Regions from separate parts of the Oryctolagus cuniculus genome. Here region 1 is linked to region 2. Evidence: chromatin contacts called from public Hi-C data. All regions are on one chromosome and are shown on one strand. The core of a region is the stretch at or near the end of the contact, and the rest is flanking DNA. Distances in the headings are between cores, read along the strand shown. Region 1 holds the start of EPAS1 (endothelial PAS domain protein 1). Region 2 has its middle 7.3 kb from the start of TMEM247.

The links. A called contact is a pair of places that touch in the nucleus more often than the background predicts.
Region 1: a contact with region 2 is called in a Hi-C map of embryonic fibroblasts, with 4 times the contacts expected there. The contact joins the promoter of EPAS1 here to the enhancer-like site in region 2. A contact is called at or near these places in 2 of 6 Hi-C or Micro-C datasets (embryonic fibroblasts and skin fibroblasts).

What each region holds. Positions count from the first base shown.
Region 1 is chr2:156,441,552-156,444,798 of mOryCun1.1, forward strand. EPAS1 (endothelial PAS domain protein 1) reads right to left here and starts at 1,815. Exons shown (of 16, transcript XM_008254453.4): 1 at 1,198-1,815. The coding sequence starts at 1,223.
Region 2 is chr2:156,272,964-156,276,223 of mOryCun1.1, forward strand. No RefSeq gene overlaps it. Among named protein-coding and RNA genes, the nearest start is that of TMEM247, 7.3 kb to the left of the region's middle. Within about 2 kb of position 1,313, at least 1 of the 8 cell types and tissues checked has an H3K27ac peak or open chromatin away from gene starts, as enhancers often do.

The sequences.
Region 1 (3,247 bases), core at 565-3,064, 170 kb after region 2:
GCGACCCGCGAGCGAAGGGCCGGGCGCCCCGCCAGGACGGGTGCGATTTGCTCGCTTTTATCTAGTCCTTATCATGCCCCGAGGTGGGAGCCGCCGCTTTCGACCCGAGGATACAGGGCTTCTGGCTCGCGTCCCGCATCGGAAGTCGGCACCACAGCAAATAGACGCGGGCACGGAGTCCTGCGGGTCAGCCCTCCCCTACCCACACCGCCTCGCTGGCGCCTCGTCGCGGGTCCCCGGCGGCTCGGGCCGGCCGGTCGCCGCCTCGAGCGCGCGGGTCTGAAAGCCGCAGTTCCCAGGGACAGAGATGGGGAGAACGGAGCAAGGCGGCGAGGCGTCCGCCTTCGCTGGTGCTGAGGCCGTACCCGGGACTGAGCGGCCGCTCCTGCCCTCGCACGCCGAGGCTCGGCCGGGAGTGGCCGGGAGGGGGCAGGAGGGCCGAGAGAGTCGGCCGAAGTCGCCTCTCACCCAGTGCCGAGAGGCTCGCGAGGGCAGGAGAGCAGATGGTGGCTGTCCTTTCCTGTCCTCTTGGGAGACGGACATCGGACTTGCCCTGGGCGCCCCATGTCGTCATCTCCTCCCCGCACACGGAGACACCTGTCCCCGAAGGGCAGTACAGCCCACTACCCACTTTCCGGCGGGGTAAAGGTGTGGGGACGGAGAAGGGGTTCTCCAAAGCTTTGGCGAGGGTTGGCGGCGGGGAGGGGGGGGGTCTCCTGGCGAGCGGGGCCCTGCTCCTTGGCCAGGGGCGCAGTCCAGGGGCTGCGCTCTGCCTCCCGCCCCTTGGGGCACAGCAGGGGCATGGGAACGCATTTGGAAGGACCCAAGGGTTCAGAGAAAAGCGTGGATGCTGCCCCCGCACGTGAGACCAGATAAAGTGGAGGGCATCCCCCCAGGGCCATTTCAACTTGCTAGTCGAGGCAGGGTGGCATACAGGAACCTGAGATTTGGAAGACACCGCGGGAAGCGCCTCGCTACTCCGCGGCCGGCCGTCGCCCTCGGCCTCCTAGCACTAGCGGCCCCGCGTCTCCGTGGGGCCACAGAACCCTCCGCTGCGCAAGCACAGCTCCACGTCCCTACTCGGCACACCTGCTCTTAAGACCAGCCACGCCGATCTTCCGCACTCCTCTGCCAAGCGCTCGCGCGGTCCGGCCACGGCTTCAGGCCAGCTCTCCCCTGGCGCTGACGCCAGCTTACCTTTTCTTCTCCTTGTCAGCTGTCATTGTCGCCACGGCCGCCGCAGACGCCGAGCGCCTGAGTTCTCCGGCCAGAGAAGGATGCAGCCGCTGCCTTCGCGCTGGTCCTCGTGGGCTTCCTGGGGCCCGGGACACAGTGAAAGATCCTAAGTGGTTGCAGGTGCCGAGCGCCGCGCGCAGTCAGGTGGAAACTTGCGGGCGGCCAGATAGGTGCGGGGCCAAGGGGTGGAGAGAGGTGACGGGGAGGAACCTGCACGCGGAGGCGGGGTCGGGAAAGGGGTGGGAAGAGGTTGTCAGCCGCGAGAAGGGATCCCAGGTTCCCTCTTCCCTAGAGCAGGAGTCGCTTTTCTGGGTTTTCCTAAAAGAAGTTGCCCAAGCGACTGGCGTTGGCAGGAGTCCGGGCCGGGCTGGCGCGGCCGCTGAGATGACCATACAGTCTCAGGACACTGCCGAGGATTGTACGGCCGCCTCAGGAGAGTTGGGGCGGAGCGCGGCGAGCGCCGAGGCTGTGCAGCTGGCCGCTCCCCGAAGTGCGGTTCCAGCAGCTGCCGGCCCACTTTAAAACTCCAGCGGGCTGCCAGCACGGGGGCGGTGCGAGGGGCGCGGGCGCGGGGGCGGGGGCGGGCGCGCGCCGGCAGGCCCCGCCCCCGCCCGGCCCGCCCGCGCCCCGCCGCGCTGCGCGCCGCGCGCCGGGCAGCCCACTGCGCCCCGGCCAATGGGGAGGCGCGGCCGCCGCCTCTGCCCTGACCCCGGCCCGCCCCCTGCCCTCGCCCGCCCCGCCTCCTCTCTCCGCAGACCTGGGAGTTGTTTTTGAGATCGAGGCTGAGGGGAGGTCGATGTGGGATGGGACCCCCGCCGCCAGGGAGGCACAACTTGTGCGGAGCTAAACGGCAGCCCGGATCCGGCCCTCGGGAGCGCGGGGGAGAGCGGGAGTGCGCCACCGCGTCGAGGCCCTTCCGACCCCGCCGTGCCCTTGGGTGTAGGGCAGGACCGCGAGTGCAGAGTGTCCCGCGCCCGCCGGGCCTTGCACAACCCCTGCCCTCTGCTGCGCTCCCGCATCCCCGTCCCCGCAGCCTGGGGCAGTCATTCCGAGGACCCTGGCGGCCGCGTCCTGCCTGGCGAACGATGACTGTGCCGTGAAATTGGGCTCAGGGTGCGCCTACTCGTCCCTCCCCTCGGCCAACACCTGAGTACTTTGCAGGGTTGCACCGGGCTGTGTGATTATGGCGCTGGGCGGTGGAGGGCCCTGGAGCCGTGGGGCCTGCCGCCTCCCGCTCTCTGTACCCCCGAACCAACGCGCGGATCCTGGAGAGGTCAGCGTTGGAGAAGTCAGCCAGGCTGCCCAGTGTGGTCTTGGGGACAGATTTGGCTGCGTGTCCTCCAGTCGCTCGATTTCGGGCTTGGCCCCCGTGTCTCTGGGGTTCCATTGCAGTCTTAGGAGCGCAGAGGCTACAGGTGTTGAGAGCCGGGCGCTCCCAGGACTCCTGCATGTGGTTGGAGCTCGGGACTGCCCAGCGCGCTTCACAAGTAGCCTGCGCCCTGCGCCGGGCCCAGGTGCGCATCTGGGGTGCGCGCCTCTGCCCCGCGCTGAGCAGCTCTCCAGCTCTGCACCTGCGTTACGCAATTCGGCACCGGCCCCTCGGGAAGGGGCACGGGAAGCCCCTAGTTTCCGCATACCGGGGAAGGGCCCATGGGCTTTGTGGTTATGAGTTTTAAAAGGGCTGGTTCCGCCCTGGGACCCGAGATCATCGTGTAGGACCTGGCTTGAGCCTCTCGCCACGTTTGGTGTCGGAATAATCTGCATAAAGCGATGGGCAGGGGGAGGGTCTGTTTCGGCGCTGTGACAGGCATACCCGTCATTTTCCTCCTCGTGCGCAAGGAAGAGGAGCGAGAATACTTCGGAAGAGCCGTCCGAAGGCGTGGAAACCCGATGATTTCCCGTGGTTTAGAGTCGCTGAGCACTACTGCATCCAGACTTGGAAATCAGACATTTCCAAGTCGTCTTCTCTTGGGGGGCAGGGGGGCAGGGAAGGAGTGCCGTTTCTTCGGGC
Region 2 (3,260 bases), core at 63-2,562:
CCCCACTTTCCTCCTCTATCTTGTGGTGGGTGAACCTGCAGTGGATGACTCCTTACAAAGTCACAAGTAAATAGAAGCCTCATTAGGTATAGCTCTGTTTTAAGCGATTGGGTGGCAGCGGGATGGGTGTGGGAACTGTGTCGTCTAAAGGAACTGTGCCTAGTTGAATGGAGCTGCTCTCCCCCCACTTACAATTCTCTGGAACCCGATGGCCGTTCGTACGCTGGGTTGATAGAAACAAATCCCAACTCCCGCCTGCGGTGACCTTGGAGAAAGCTGAGGTGTCGGAGTGGCTGGGTTGGCGGCTCTGCTCTGCTTCCAACCAGCTCCCTGCTAATGCACACTCTGGTACCTGGGTCCCTGCCACCCAAGTGTGGGACCCAGATTGAATTCCTGGCTCCTGGCTTTGGCCTGGCCCTATCTGGATTTGGGGAGCTGAGCCAGTGGGTGGATGACCTCTCTCTCTCTCTCCCTCTCCCTCTCCCTCTCCCTCTCCCTCTCCCTCTCCCTCTCCCTCTCCCTCTCCCTCTCTCCCTCCCCCTCCCCCTCCTCCTCTCCTTCCTTCCTTCCTTCCTTCCTTCCTTCCTTCCTTCCTTCCTTCCAAATAAATAAGATTTTAAGGTGTTCCTGAGCTCTAACCAGTTGGAGCTCCCGGGGAGAGGAAAGTCCCCAGGAAGAGCCCATGTCAGCAGAAATCCCCCGGCTGTGGCCACTCTGAGCTGGAGGGGGCCTGGGGATGCCAGCCTGGGCCCTCATGGCTCTCGGTGACTGCTCACTGACCCATCTGAGGTCACTTATAGAGGTGTCCAGTAGAGTGGGGGGTGGGGGGCATCTTTGCACCAGGGCTTCTGGCCCCAGCTCCGTCATTAGCTAAGCCAAGACCTCGGCATGTCCTGGAAACCTCCAGGGGCTACAGATCTGCTCTAGGTCCTAGGTCCTGGGCACCAGTCACCATTGCTCCCTCCTGATGGTGGGCGGGCTCCCAGTGTGGCCGGGGGCACTGCTCTCCACTGGCCTTTCCTCTCTCCTGCCAGTCAACACTGATACAGTGAGTACCTCCGCTGGGCCGTGCACAATGGATGGGCAGTATGCCGTTTTTGGACGTATCTTCAGAAGTTGTATGGTTGTGTTTTGGGGGCGCGGTGTGGTATTTCCGGGTACTCGTTCGTAGTGCCCAGCACTCACCGTCTCCGTCAAGCCCCCTCTGTGGCATGGTTGGGGTCTCCCTCAAAGCAGCCTCCTTGGATGTTTCACCGGCCACCGTTTGTGTCACCGTGTGTAAGTCAACACCAAGTGAACCCAGTGCCTTAAAGACCTCTGCTCCCTCCCCTGCGCGACGCCTTGCAGCCTCCCGGCTTGCAGCCCTGCGCAACGCCTGCAGCCCTGGAAGCTGGTGTTGGCCAACACCGCCCCCTTGTGGTTGTGGTTGGTCATTGCTGAGAGGCGTTCAGCCTGGTTTCCCCAGGTATTCTTGCTCCCGCCCCTTTGCGGAAAAGCTGAGCCCACAAGACTCTTGGGGTATTTTGGTTTTGTTTTGGAGAATGCGTGGAGGCAATGCAGAGCTGCAGCCATCGCTGTGGGGAAGTCTGGGTGCTAGCAGGAGACTGAAGGCGCAGAGGGGTGTTTGCAACAGGAGTGTCCAGAGGGGCATTTGGTGTTGGGACGGGGGGCAGGAAGCAGGTGGGCGACCCCTGGAGGCTCCTTCCACCAAGCAGGTGGCCTTGGCGATCTGGGCAGCAAACAGCTGTGTGTATCCTTGGGTCTGGGCTAGGACACCAGGCCCTTGGAGGAAGGCCGAGTTGAGATCCAGGGGCTTGTGGGAGACTGGAGCAGGAGGAGGGGAGGGTCTGGCAGGGCACAAGGTTGGAGGCTGGTGATGAAGAAGAGGATGAGAGCAGGTGTTCAGGGGTGGAACGGGGCTGGTGCTCACCAGGACTGGGGCGAGGCTTAGAGGGAGGCAGCCCCGAGTCCAGGGAGCTGTCCGACCCTGCAGGTGCCTCACAGGGAGCTGAACTTACCAGCAAGGATGCAGGGCCTCCAGCTGTATGGGAGCGGCTGACATGTGTCTCAGCTTCCAGAACATTCCACAGCAGGCCTGAGCTTGGTAGATGCTGAAAGCACTTAGCATGAGTGTCTTCTCTGCCAGCCCCACACCTCCCCTAAACTTGCCTCCCATCCACTGAGCCACACTGAGCTGTGGGGACGGCTGGTCAGGGTGCCGTGGCCTCCTCTTCCCAGGCGTTTACCTGTGAACTGGCATGGGGGACTCTGAACCCTAGTGACGGGATTTTCGGCACAGAAGCAGGACACGGGGGTGGGGGACATGACTGGGAGCTTCTCCACCCTCGGATTTTCTCTGCTCACCACCTGCAGACGTGACCTTGACCTCTGTTTCACTTGGCTCCCCTCCACACTTCCTGTTTTGGGGCCTTGTAGCATAAGCTGCATCTCTGTAGTGTGCCCGTCAGATGCACGCACTGCTGGTGTGGTTCCCATGTTGCTGCATCTCCAGACTTCAGCTGTCTGGGGAACAGGGACTGATTGCCTGACTTACGTCTACTCCAGCACCTAGTGAGGCATCTGGAATCCAGCAGGTGCACCCATTAGATGCTTGTTGAGTGATGAGTGAAGCATGACACACTGGAAATGACTAAAAAACCAAAGCAAAAAGGCCGGCGCCGCGGCTCACTAGGCTAATCCTCCGCCTAGCGGCGCCAGCACACCGGGTTCTAGTCCCGGTTGGGGCGCCGGATTCTGTCCCGGTTGCCCCTCTTCCAGGCCAGCTCTCTGCTGTGGCCAGGGAGTGCAGTGGAGGATGGCCCAGGTGCTTGGGCCCTGCACCTCATGGGAGACCAGGAAAAGCACCTGACTCCTGGCTCCTGCCATTGGATCAGCGCGGTGCGCCGGCCGCAGCGCGCTGGCCGCGGCGGCCATTGGAGGGTGAACCAACGGCAAAGGAAGCCCTTTCTCTCTGTCTCTCTCTCTCACTGTCCACTCTGCCTGTAAAAAAAAAAAAAAAAAAAAAAAAAAACCAAAGCAAAAGGGTGCATATGTTTAGATGCCCCTCTGATAGAAAATGAAATCTATCATTGGTTTATTGGCGTTCAAGGGTATTTTTCACGCCCCCCCCCCCCCCCCCCCCGGTCAGGTGCTCCAAGTATTCTCCAGAATACCCATCATGATCTCCTGGTCGCAGTACCTCCTCTGTCCAGGAGATGGCGCATGAGGCCAGCAAGAGTACTCTTGCTGGCGCCAGGCCT